Linked DNA regions of Mus musculus: region 1 is linked to region 2. Evidence: chromatin contacts called from public HiCAR-type data. All regions are on one chromosome and are shown on one strand. Each heading gives the region's core, a stretch centred on a gene start, on an enhancer-like site or on the middle of the called end of the contact. The rest is flanking DNA. Distances are from core to core; before and after follow the strand shown.

The links. HiCAR-type assays count read pairs that join an accessible place to other places.
Region 1: a HiCAR-type map of kidney shows a contact between it and region 2, with 3 times the contacts expected there. The contact joins two enhancer-like sites. A contact is called at or near these places in 2 of 115 datasets of contacts at active chromatin or transcription factors (embryonic stem cells and kidney) and 1 of 9 other capture datasets (liver).

The regions. Positions count from the first base shown.
Region 1 is chr14:122,599,105-122,605,256 of GRCm38.p6, forward strand. All of the region lies in intron 6 of Pcca (propionyl-Coenzyme A carboxylase, alpha polypeptide), which reads left to right. Among named protein-coding and RNA genes, the nearest start is that of Gm46487, 28 kb to the right of the region's middle. Within about 2 kb of position 3,812, at least 6 of the 459 cell types and tissues checked have an H3K27ac peak or open chromatin away from gene starts, as enhancers often do. A contact at or near this core is called in kidney and liver, where this site is marked.
Region 2 is chr14:122,188,331-122,194,687 of GRCm38.p6, forward strand. The region is part of intron 1 of Clybl (citrate lyase beta like); the gene reads left to right. Among named protein-coding and RNA genes, the nearest start is that of Clybl, 9.8 kb to the left of the region's middle. Within about 2 kb of position 2,356, at least 17 of the 459 cell types and tissues checked have an H3K27ac peak or open chromatin away from gene starts, as enhancers often do. A contact at or near this core is called in kidney and liver, where this site is marked.

The DNA.
Region 1 (6,152 bases), core at 2,562-5,061, 410 kb after region 2:
TGTTTTGATGCTTAAATCATTCTTTTTGGAAAAATATATATATGCTCTGTCTTCAGGCACACCAGAAGAGGCAATCAGGTTCCATTACAGATGGTTATGAAGCCACCATGTGGGGTTGGAATTGAACTCAGGACCTCTGAAAGAGCAGTCAGTGTTCTTAACCATTAAGCCCAAATCATTAGTTTATAATAATTATAATTTTTTTGGAGGGCATATTTTTAAGCCTCTCAGATTCTTGCTGTGTTCTTGGGGAGTTTAGATAATTAAGTTCATAGATGGAGCTGGTGAATAAATCAAAAGGTACGCAATTTGCTTCTGGGTGTCTCTGCTGCACACAGCCAGAGGTCCTGTTTTCATGCTTAAGAAACAAATAAGGTTAGGGGAAAATGTTAACTTTCCAACAAGTTTCACAATCTGTAAAAGTTTTATATTTTTTTGAAAATTTTATGTGTATGTGTGTATGTGCCTGCTTGTTTGTATGTGCACCATGAACGTGCAGTGCCCAAAGTAGTCATAAGGGTGTTGGATTCCCTGGAACTGCAGTTTTTCTGATGTGGGGGCTGGGAACTGAACTCTGGTCATCAACCAGAGCAGGAAGTGCTCATATCTGCGGAGCCATCTCTCCCGCTCCATGTTTCATGAATCTTAACTGAGGCTGACTGGCCACATACATGTTCAGCAGTGTTGTGCACCGTGCTTTTAGCCATTGCAATGTGAAAATTTCAGAGTGGCAGCAGTGTGCCTGCTCCGGTTTTGCAGCTAGTCTTAATTGATGTTGAATCACGCACATAGGGTAAGTAAGCAGGTTGCAAGCAGCTAGTGAGCATTTTCCCTTTAATGTGCTCATTAGTGGTGGCAAGCCCAGGTTTCAGCACATGTCAGAAGTTTACATTCCTTCGCACAGAGGCTGCCCTTGTTCTGCAGCAGCTTGTAAGTCTGATGAATATATATTAGGAATAAACAGAGTAGAAGAGCTGAGAGCCAGGTACCCTGTCAGGCCCTGCCACGTGTGCTGCATGTGGTAGATCTCTGCACTACCAACGATGCAGAAAGCAGGATGAAAGTGCAAAGCGAGCCGTGGGTGGCAGCGCAACCCTTCTCCAGTCTCCTTCCCCGACCACCTCTCCTTTCTTCCCTTAATGCCTTTCTCATGCCAGGCTTTCTCCCTTTACTATATGTGGGACATGAAACTGCCCAGGATCCTCCTGGGTCTTTCTCCTTCCAGCTGTTCAGCTCAGTGATTGTTTGCAAAGTTAAGGGCTTGTGAGGCCTTGAATCTCATAGGTTTGGATGGCTGTGCTTGGGACCATTGTGGGAGTAGTCTATGGGATTTATTCTGAGATTGCTTGATGGCTGTGGGAAACTGGAAGTGGTCAGTAGAGGAGACCTGGCTTCCAAAGTTGTAGTCTGTGTTGTCAGACATGGAGGTAGGATGTTTATTGATGTCACTGTGACTGTTTGTTAAAAGCTTGATATTTTATATTTAAGTGTCTTTGAGATATGGGGTTTTATTACAGGTCACTTTGTGATAAGATGGAGTGGTGTGAAAATTTACTAGCCCGTTTGTCTCGAGAACATTATGATTCTTTATATACTTTAAATTATTTCAATGTCAGAACTTAGGTTTATTGCAAGAGACTCTGGGTTTTAGTGTTATCAATTATGTGTGTATGTGGCTCATCATGGTCTGTCTGTGTATTTCTGTACTTACTTTTGTAGTGCTAGCCAAAACATCCAATTCAAGAGTCTTGTTCAGGGACTATATAGATGGCTCCATGGTTAAGAGCACTACCTGCTCTGGCAGAGAACCTGAGATCTCAGTGTCCACACTGGTCAGTTCACAGCCACCTACAATTCTAGTTCCAGGGCTCTGACACCTTCTCTGGCTTTCACAGGAATCTGCATGCATATGTTTGTATACACAGACAAGCAGGCACACACACCAATACATAAAATAACAATAAATCTAAACAAAAAATTGTTCAGAACTCATGGTTAGAATGTCAACTCAATGAATTTAAACCATATAGTATCGAAGAATGTATTTAAGTCAGATTGTTGATGACAAGTTATAGGTTGTTTGGCCCTTGGGTTAAGGCATGTTAAGCAAGCTCGTTAGTCTTTATATTAATTTTTGCTGGGTGCAGTTTTGAAAGTGGTACAATGTGTTTTGCAGAATTTTGATATGTAAGAACATAAAATACAGATCTTGGGAATATTTAGTTTACTAATGATCTGATCATGTAGCCTTTATAAAAGTGTTATAGTAAATTTGACTTTGAGATAACCACTGACACTGTTTGTTTTGAATGGTTGCCAGATTAAAGCCACATGGAATTAAGTTCTGGAAAATCACTTTCAAAGTCCTGGGACTTCAGAAACTTTGAATACTTAGCTGTCCAAACTGTCAGCTGGGTCCGTTCTGTGTCCACATTGGGTTAAAATTTCTAAGTTTCTCAGCCAGTTAGCATTAAAAGTGACATCTGCTTTTAATTGGTGTTTTATTTTCTTCCAAGTCAGTAAAAATTTGGTAAGACATGAATTATCAAATTCTGCAGTGCTAAGCAGCTTGTCAGTTGTCAGTAAGCACTACCTCCAGCAGCTGTACAGATGGGAAGTGCTAGCTAGGATGCTGACTAATCTAACAGAGTTCTGGTTACCAGGACGGAGGGCTAAAGGTGATAGAGCCGTTGTGGCTCTGAGTGTCAGGATAGCATCCATTGTCAGTTCTCGATGTGCAGTTTCTGGCATGCCTCTTGCAGAATGAACGTCTATCTAGGGTTAGTGATGCTTTCTCTGTAGGTCAAGTGAGGCAATGTGACTTCTGCTTACGGAGTTGACTCCTTGTTTAGCGAAGGCTCTAGCTGAATTCTTTATTGTAAAAGTTTGAGGCATCTGAAAGTGACTAGGGACTGACTCCTAGAGTGGGAAGGTTTACATAGTCCCTGTTGGAAAAGAAAAGGATTATTTCTGTTTTTACCATTTATCTACATCAATCTAAGGATAAGAGAACTCAGTTCCTTTGAGACTCCACATATTCTTAGAACTGAGCTAGATTGAAAATACTGCTGTTATGCAGATTAAATTCTAATTTCCTAGTTATCAAAATGAGAACATGACCAAAAAAGTATCTTTACAGAAAGCCTTTGAAAATTCACCAGGATAGAGATGTAATAACTCCCCTAATTGTGTGAGGGTAGAGTTTCTCTTTTAATATGTTTGGGGTAGAGTCATGTTTTAAAGCTGACTCGGTCTTCTACCAATGTTTTTGAGATTGGTTTTTCAGTATTAATGGACTTCAGTTAAACCTAGTTGTTTTTTTTGTTTTTTTTTTTTTCTTTCTGTTTTTTCTGTTTGTGTAAGAACACCTGATGAGTGTGTTATGTAATGACACATTTTGCCACCAGGAAACTTATTGGGTTATATAATTTGGGTAAAGAAATCTGTGTCATATGTTTACATGTAGATTGTGGTAAAAATTGTGAGTGCTTGGCAAATAAGCTCAAAATTAGACATGTGATTGATAAATGGCATATTAATTGTAAGGACCAAGTTGAGCTGTTTTTACAGTTAGGAAAACAAGTGAAATACAGAAATAACAGAATATTTAGATCTTTTAGTGAAACTATACAAAACACCTTTTTCTAGCATTTCAATGCCTGATAACGTCAAGGCTCACTGGCCCTGTACCTTTTTCAAATTATGTGCTTCTCAATACATAAGGATTTAACTTAACCCCTGCTGACAAGCCCCAAGGGGATTGTTAATAATTGTGAGAATGGACTATGGACTTGTACCTCAGTGCTGGCTGCCATTGCCAATGCTGGAAGCACCAAACTTGGAGGAGGAAGGCTATCATGGCATTTCCTGTGACCACTGCTGGGGTGGACAGTTTCGTTTGAAATACAGAGTGACTGTTATATGTAAGGCATCTTTTGCTTTGGACCATGTTTTAATGTCTCTTTATTAAAAAACAATTTATATATAAGATAGCCATATTTCTTTTAATTTAATCTTGTTTTTATATAATTTATCTGGAATTTTATGTAAAATTAATAAAATTAGATATTTGTAACTTAAGAACCCTATTGCCTATTAGATTCTACTAGATAGCTCTGATCTTATAAGTGAATCTAATTTATATGCTTGTGACTATTATTAAATGAAATACATATTCTCCAAAGTCCAGTGCTCACAGTGACTTTCACATCTGCTTTCTGAAGTTCTGGGTTCTCACTTGAGAATCAGGATAATATAGGCCCACAGGAAGTGGCCCTATTAGGAGGTGTGGCCTTGTTGGAGGCGGCCTGTTACTGGGGGTGCAATTTGGGGTTTCAGAAGATAAAGCTAGGCCCAGTGTTGCTCTCCCTTCCTGCTGCCCGCTGGTCCAGATATAGAACTCAGCTCCTTCTCCAGTACCATGACTATATGTATGCAACTATGCTTTTTGCCATGACAATAATGGACTAAACCTCTGAACTATAAGCCAGTTCAAGTTAAATGTCGTGGTATCTCTTCACAGCAATAGAACACTGACTAAGACAGACAGTGTGTGTAGGAGGGACTTACCAATGGTGTTGAACAGGCATGCATGCGTTCTGGGGCTTGGGATAGAGAAAGAGAGAGTTAGAGTGGGCAGCAGTGGTAGTGAGTGCTAGAATAGGTGTTCAGGAAAAACCCACACACATAATAATGTAGAGCCCAGAATTAATTCCTCAAGGAACAAATTGGGTTCTAAATTTTTATTCCTTCTATAACTATCACTTGTATTGGATTTGGGAATAGAAAGAGCTTTCTGTTACTAATCTTAAAGGTTTTTAGAAATTCAGGGGTTAAAGTACAGCAACTGCTCTTATTGTAAGACCAGTGCTGGGACAGGGAGTTTCCTTTGATGATGATGGCTGGCTGCCACAACTGTCTGTTCAGGCCATGGGATTTGAGGAATATCAGAAGACAAGGATAGCTTGGCTTCAGAAAACTTCTGGAGGCAGAAGAGTCAGCTCCTAGTACACATTGGTTCCAATGTTTATGGCCTTTTTTCTTTCTTTCAGAAAGGTTCACACTATGAAGCCCTAGCTGGCCTGGAGTATATGCAGACCAGGCTGGTTTTGTAGTATTTGATTCAGGCAGGTGCCACAATTGCTGCTCTTAACAAAACAGTTTCTTTTATGCTCCGAGGAGGCTCCTGACCTGGGCAGTGGGAGGAAAAATGCTGTCCCTCATGACTCCGGAAGGCTGGGTAGGTCAGGGTGATGTCAGAGGGCAGCAGAGGAGCTGACAGACTATGAAGCTCACTTGAGTAGACATGACACCTGCTTGTGTCTCTGTTACAAGACTAAGTGTGAGATTGCTTCCTAAAGTCTTGTTCAAGCAGAAGGTCAACATAGCAGAGGTGTGTGTGTGTTTGTATATGAGACAAACATACACATGCACACACATACACACACAGAGGGAGAGAGGGAGAGAGGGAGAGAGGGAGAGAGGGAGAGAGAGAGGGAGGGAGGGAGGGAGGGAGAGGGAGAGAGGGAGAGCGGGAGAGCGGGAGAGCGGGAGAGAGGGAGAGAGGGAGAGAGGGAGAGAGGGAGAGAGGGAGAGAGGGAGAGAGGGAAAGAGGGAGAGAGGGAGAGAGGGAGAGAGGGAGAGAGGGAGAGAGGGAGAGAGGGAGAGAGGGAGAGAGAGAGAGAGAGAGAGAGGCAATGTACCATGATATGTCAGTGGAAATCAGAGGACAGCTGTTTGTGGAGTTATTTTCTCCTTCCACTTCTAAGTAGGTTGAGGAATCAAATTCAGGACTTATGTGACAAGTTCTTTCATAAGCTGAACCACCTAGCCTGCCCCTGGTTGTACTTTTTGAGAAAGAAATCTCAGGCAATCTGAGCATACTAAATTGTGGCAATATTAAATATTAATCGAAGGGGAAGCTCATAGGCTTCTGAATGCACTACTGCACTCAGGCTTCACAGCTGGCCATTGCACTGTTGTCTTCTTGCAGGTTTGTGGACTGAATGAAGGCAATGATGTGACTCTGATTTTTGTGTGTTACTGAATCACTGGGATTAGCATGGCCTTGGCATGAATCGGGACTTGGTGCTGTTGGCTGATGAATGGATGAATAGATGGTGCCTTAATTAAGTAGATACTGAGGCGGTCTG
Region 2 (6,357 bases), core at 1,106-3,605:
TTCAGTTTATTTCATGTTGCTTTTATAGCTTGTTGCTGTGGTTTGAATGCGTCCCTCAAAGTCATGTGTGGGAATGAAATCCCCAAAGCAACAGTGCTGAGAGGTGGGACCTTTAAGAGGTAATTAGGTCATGATGGTTCTGTCTCACGAAGGGGCTGATGCTGATATTATGGGATTGTGTTCATGATTCAGAGTGGCCTTGTCATAAAAGTACGCCGGGGGTGGGGTTGCTGGAAGTGTAGCTCAGTTGGTAGAGTGCCTGCCTAGCATGTGTGACGGCTTGAGTCCAATCCCAAATACTACATAAGCTGACCATGGTGGTACACACTGTAATACCATTACTCTGGAGATGGAGACAGGAGGATCAGAAGTTCAAGGCTATCCTTAGTATATAGTGAATTCAAGGCCATCCTAGTCTATGTGAGACCCTGTTTCTAAATATCAAGACAGATAGTTAAGTAATAATGTACACACATGTACATGTGTGTGCGTGCACAGACACAGGCACACACACATACACACACACACATACACACACACACATACACACACACATATACACACACACACACACACACACACACACACACGCATGGCACACACACAAGCCTGCCAGACAAGGCCTTTGCTCCTGAACTAGTGCCCCAAAAGTACATGTGAGTTCTGCCCCTCCTCTTTGTTTTTGTAGCACTGGGGACAAACTTAGGATGCCAGGCATCATAGCCCCGGCCAGTGCCTGCTGGCCACCATTCCTTCCGTTGTGGGTTGACTCAGAGAGAAGGCATAATGGTTGGTCTTCCTGGCCTCCAGAAATGTAGAGAAAGTTATATTTCCTTTTCTTTCTTTCTTTTCCACTTTTGAAGCAAGGTCTCATTGTCTATGTAAGATCGGCCTGCAATTTGTGATCCTGCAGCCCCAGAGACTCCTTAGTGCTGGGTTACATGCATGCGTATGTGTATGTACATACTATAGTGCCTGACAGTAGAGAGCTTTTCTGTGAATTAACCCACCCACTCTTTGGCATTCGTATGGCAACACAGAATGCACTAAGCCAATTAAATAACTTTTCTCAAATGGTTTGGTTAATAAACGGGCTTCAGAGTTGAGCTTTCTTTTTTCCTCATTCCCCCTCCCACCGGGTTTAGAGAAGAGTTCATTATTTCTTTTTATTTTATTTTGTTCTTATTTTAGGTTCTTAAGCTAATAATGCAGATGCTTTAGTGATATCTGCTATTTCCCTGCATGATACACACGTGATACATACACACGGCACACACACACAGATGGCACACACACACACACACACACACACACACACACACACACGCGCCTGTCAGACAAGGCCTTTGCTCCTGAGCTAGTGCCCCAGCCCATCTTTTAGAGTTTTCCTCCTGATTATTTTAGAAGACAGACTATCATATTTTTGCATGTATGCACATGTTTTTGTGTATGACCACAACCACAGTTGTTCATTTAGTCGATCCCTGAGTTTTCTTTCTTGGGACATGCAGGGGTCGATCTCCCTCTCTGCCTTCTGGGGGATCCCTGGAGGCAGCTCTTGACTTGTGAACTTGCAGGTTCAAAGCCTATGGCTTTTGCAGCCTTTTGGAGCTTGCTGTCAAATCATCTTCCAGAAGGACCGGTTGGTCACATTCTGGACTGCAGGCTGCCTTGTAGAGCCTGCCTGCACCTCTTCCTCAGTATTTGCAGGTCCCATACTTGGTAAAACAGGCACGGAATGTGGGCTACAGAGCTGGTAGTGCCAGGAGTACAAAGAACCCTGTTCTCTGGCAGTCGGCCTCAGCTGGCACTCTGACCTACTACCGGGGAGACCATGTCTTTCTCCTAGCTAGGCTTCTGAGATCCACAGAGGTTAATAATAAAGAGCTGAGAACCAATGTCCCTGTGGTTTTTATAAGCATGTGGGAGCTGGTGGCAGCCGCTGAGAATGGCTGGTGTTCTGCAAGTAGCCGCAGAACCCTTCAGATACTGATTGATACAACCTTCCAATACTGCAAAATATAAATGAGAACAAAGCCTTCATTATACCTCTGCCCCTTCCCCTTCACGAGTGCCACATTCAATTTCTTCATTTTCTGAAAATTATAGTTCTTTGTTTTGTTTTTTGTTTGTTTGTTTGTTTGTTTGTTTGAGACAGTCTCACACTGTAGCTCTGGCTGTCTTCTAGACCAGGCTGGCCTCAAACTCAGAGATCCCCTGCCTCCTGAGTACTAGGATTAGAGATGTGCACCACCATACCTGGCAAGTTACAATTCTTATTTGTTTGTATGTTTTTGTGTGAGAGTGTGTGGACAGGTGCTGATGACACAGCTCATGTAGGGGTCAGAGGTAACTTACCTTTGGGGGTTGGTGAAGGAGGATCAGAAGTTCAAGATCAGCCTTAGTTAATAGCAAGCTAGAGGCAAGCTTGGGTCACGTGGGATCCTGTCTTAGAATCAAACAACAAAATAAAACCGTTCTATATTTCTAAAATGGCCTCTTTCCCCTTTAACATGAGCCCATCTATAGAGCTTTTGAAAGATTTAAATGTATTTATTTGTATGCATATAATTAAAACATTGTCACATACACATTGATTAGAAGGAATGGGGGCTTATGTAGAGGCATGTAAACTTCTCTTGCCTTATTATCTAATCTCACAGTGGCCTTTGGAGAAGGCTAAGTTGGGTCCAAAATAAAAGTTTAACGTAAAAAAAGGAAGCATGCAGCCCCAATGCCAAATGTAGCTCATCCCTGAGACACTAGAGGGCGCTCTAGCCACAGAGATATAGCCGATCTCTGCAGTCGTGGACAGCCCTCACAAACAGGCTGTTTTTCTTAGGATAGGTGGGCATGTTTTCCTGTTTGTTCTTTAAGACAAATGAGAGACACTAGTCTACACTGCCCTATAAATAGTCCGTTTAGAAGTTGATAGTAGACTTAAGTTGCACTGTACTCTGGATACCTGTGACCTTCCCTCTTGTTGCCCTGGGCTGCCTGTGCCAGCCTGGGGCATTTCGCTCCTTAGATCTCAGGTCAGATGTCACCAATCAGGGAGGTCTTCCTGGCGTCCCTGTGACAAAGCATGGCAGCCCAGCACCCTCAGCAGCTGCCTCTGTATCCTCTCCTCATGCAGCCTGGCTCTCCCCATCACTTCTTCTCCCAGAAGTATCAGGTGTTTATTTCTTGATTGTCTGTTCGACCTCCCTCCAGGCCACAACAAATATTCCCAACACCAGGAATGTGGCCTGCTTATTCTGTTGCTTTGTCAGGAAAGGCCTTGCTGGTCTGGAATCGAGTTGGTGGGGTGGTACCTGGCCTGACCAAAGCCTGGGTTTGATTTCCAGCTCTGTAGAGACTCAGCATGGTGTTGCAGTCCTGAAATCTCAGTTCTCTCTGACCTCAGTGGACACATCATGTGTGCATACCAACCAACAAACATACATACATGTACACATGCACACACACACACACACACACATATGCACATGTATACACACATACATCTCTGACCTTCATGGACACTCCTGTGTGCATGTCAATATACATATGCATACACACACACCACACCTCTGACCTTGGTGGACACTCCTGTGTCCATATCAACACATACACGGAGATGCGCACGCGCACACACACACACACACACATCTGATCTCAGTAGATGAGTATGTGTGTATACCAACAAACACACACATGCACACATAAATACATACTCAGTTAAAAGATAGGAAAATCAGGCCAGGAGTGGTGATTCATGCCTTTAATCTTAGTTCTCAGGAGGCAGAGGTAGCAGATCTCTGAGTTTGAAGCCAGCCTGGTCTATGTAGTATGCTCCAGGACAGCCAGGGCTACACAGAAAGACCCTGTCTCAAAATTAAAAAAAAAAAATTAATTAAAAAAAATTAAGAATGTGACACATCGGGGCTGGTGAGATGGCTCAGTGGGTAAGAGCACCCGACTGCTCTTCCGAAGGTCCAGAGTTCAAATCCCAGCAACCACATGGTGGCTCACAACCATCTGTAACAAGATCTGACTCCCTCTTCTGGTGTGTCTGAAGACAGCTACAGTGTACTTACATATAATAATAAATAAATCTTTAAAAAAAAAAAAAAAAAAGAATGTGACACATCAGGGTTTAGAGAGATGGCTCAGTGGTTAAGAGCATTAGCTGCTCTTCCAGTTGACCCAGGTTCACTTCTCAACACTCACATGGTAGCTCACAGCTGCCTAACTCCAGTTCCAGGAGACCCAACACACATGCAGGCAAAACACAAATGCACATTAAAAAAAAAAAAAAAGTGACACACTTGTCATCTGGATTTGGTCTTTGCACCACAGCAGGCTGAGAGCATTGTTGTTTTGTTTTGGGGTTCATTTTTGCTATAATATGTACCAGTATTTCTTTTTTGTGGCTGAATAGTGCACTGCTTGGGGTATATAGTTGGTTATATTTCCATCAGTTCATGGACACTTGAATTGTTTCTGCTGTTTGGCATTGGTAAATAGTGCTATTTTGGGCACTCATTCACCCACCAGTATTTGGGGAACTTCTAATCTTTCTTCTCCCCTACAACCCCCTTTTTAACTTTTTTTTTTAAAGATTTATTTATTTATATGAGTTACACTGTAGGTATCTTCAGACACACCAGAAGAGGGCATTAGATTCCATTACAGGTGGTTGTGAGCCACCATGTGGTTGTTGGGAATTGAACTCAGGACCTCTGGAAGAGCAACCAGTGCTCTTAACTGCTGAGCCATCTCTCCAGCCCCCCCCCCCTTTAACTTTTATTCACCAGATGTAATTGTCATCTCGAAGGCGTACTGCTGAATAACTCACCTTTTCTAGTTCACTCTGAACTCTGGCTGGCTGGTTCAACTCAGCCGTCCTGGCTCAAACTCCTCTCCAAGCTGACTGATTCAACCTATCTTCTCTTGGGTTCTGACTGAACTGATCTGCTTGGCCTCAAACTAACGTTTGGCAATCTGTTCTAATCTTCTGGCTCCTCCTTCTCTGGCCAGTTCTGTCGTATCTCACCTGCAATCTGTCTCTGTAAAATTGTCCTGGTAATCTCAATCTGTCTCCCTCTTCTTTTCCCTCTCCCTCCCCCTCCTCCCCCTCCTCCCCCTCCCCTCCCCTCCCCCTCCCCCTCCCCCTCCTTCTCCTTCTCCTTCTCCTTCTCCTTCTCCTTCTTCTTCTTCTTCTTCTTCTTCTTCTTCTTCTTCTTCTTCTTCTTCTTCCTCTCCCTCCTCCTCCTCCTCCTCCTCCTCCTCTTCTTCCTCTCTCTCTCTCTCTCTCTCTCTCTCTCTCTCTTCTTCCCTTTCTCCCTCCCTCCCTCCCTCCCTCCCTCCTCCACTGTTCTTTCGCCTCTCTTTCCTGTCTGTTCTCAGGAGAGTTTGGAGTATCCTGTCTTGTTGTGCCTGTTCTCGAGCCCCAAAACATCACCCAGGAGCCGACTCTGATGCAATCACACTAGGGTCTCTCTCTTACAAGCTGAAGCTTGGGCTTGTTCACCGCTGACCCTGATGCAGCAGAACGGTTTGGTGAAGCCCTGAACGCTCATCAGGACAAGGTTTTATAGGAAATGGTGAACAAGCTAGGGGATGTCCAGCCAGGCAAGCATCTCATAGAATGACTATTGTAAGCTCTCAGGTGGGTGCTCTGAAGCAAAACTATCAACAATCACAAAGGGTCTGAAAGTACATCTGAAACAGTCAGACTTATCTTGATTGGCTGTTGCTAGGAAGTAGCTAGGGACTAACTCTGGGGTATGAGCCCGAGGACAAGCCATGGCACTTAGGTGCAACTTGGGTTCAGCTGCAGGTCAAGTTCTCAGACTTTTTTTTTTCTTTTAAGATGGATTCCAGTTCTAAGATGGAGTAGATCTGGCCTCTCAGTCCCTGACTCATTCTGTCAAATCTTCCTGTTTGTCATTTTGCCCCTCAATTAGACATCACTTTCAAACATGACTGTCTCCTTCTACAAACTAATTTTACCTTTATTGTTTGGGATTAAAGATTCACACTAAGGGCATGACTGTATTCCAGCTAGAGGGATTAAAGATGTGTAGTTGTGTCTGCGTTCCAGCCGATCACACAAACCTAGAAGGTCTTCGGATGTAATCCCTTCCCAGAGAAGCCATGTTGCTGGATTAAAATCCCTCTGCAAGCTGGGCAGTGGTGGTGCACGCCTTTGATCCTAGCACTTGGGAGGCAGAGGCAGGTGGATTTCTGAGATCAAGGCCAGCCTGGTTTACAGAGTGAGTTCCAGGACAGCCAGGGCTATACAGAGAAACCTTGTCTTGAAAAACAAAAAACAAAAAACAAAAAACAGAAAACAAAACAAAACCAAACCCC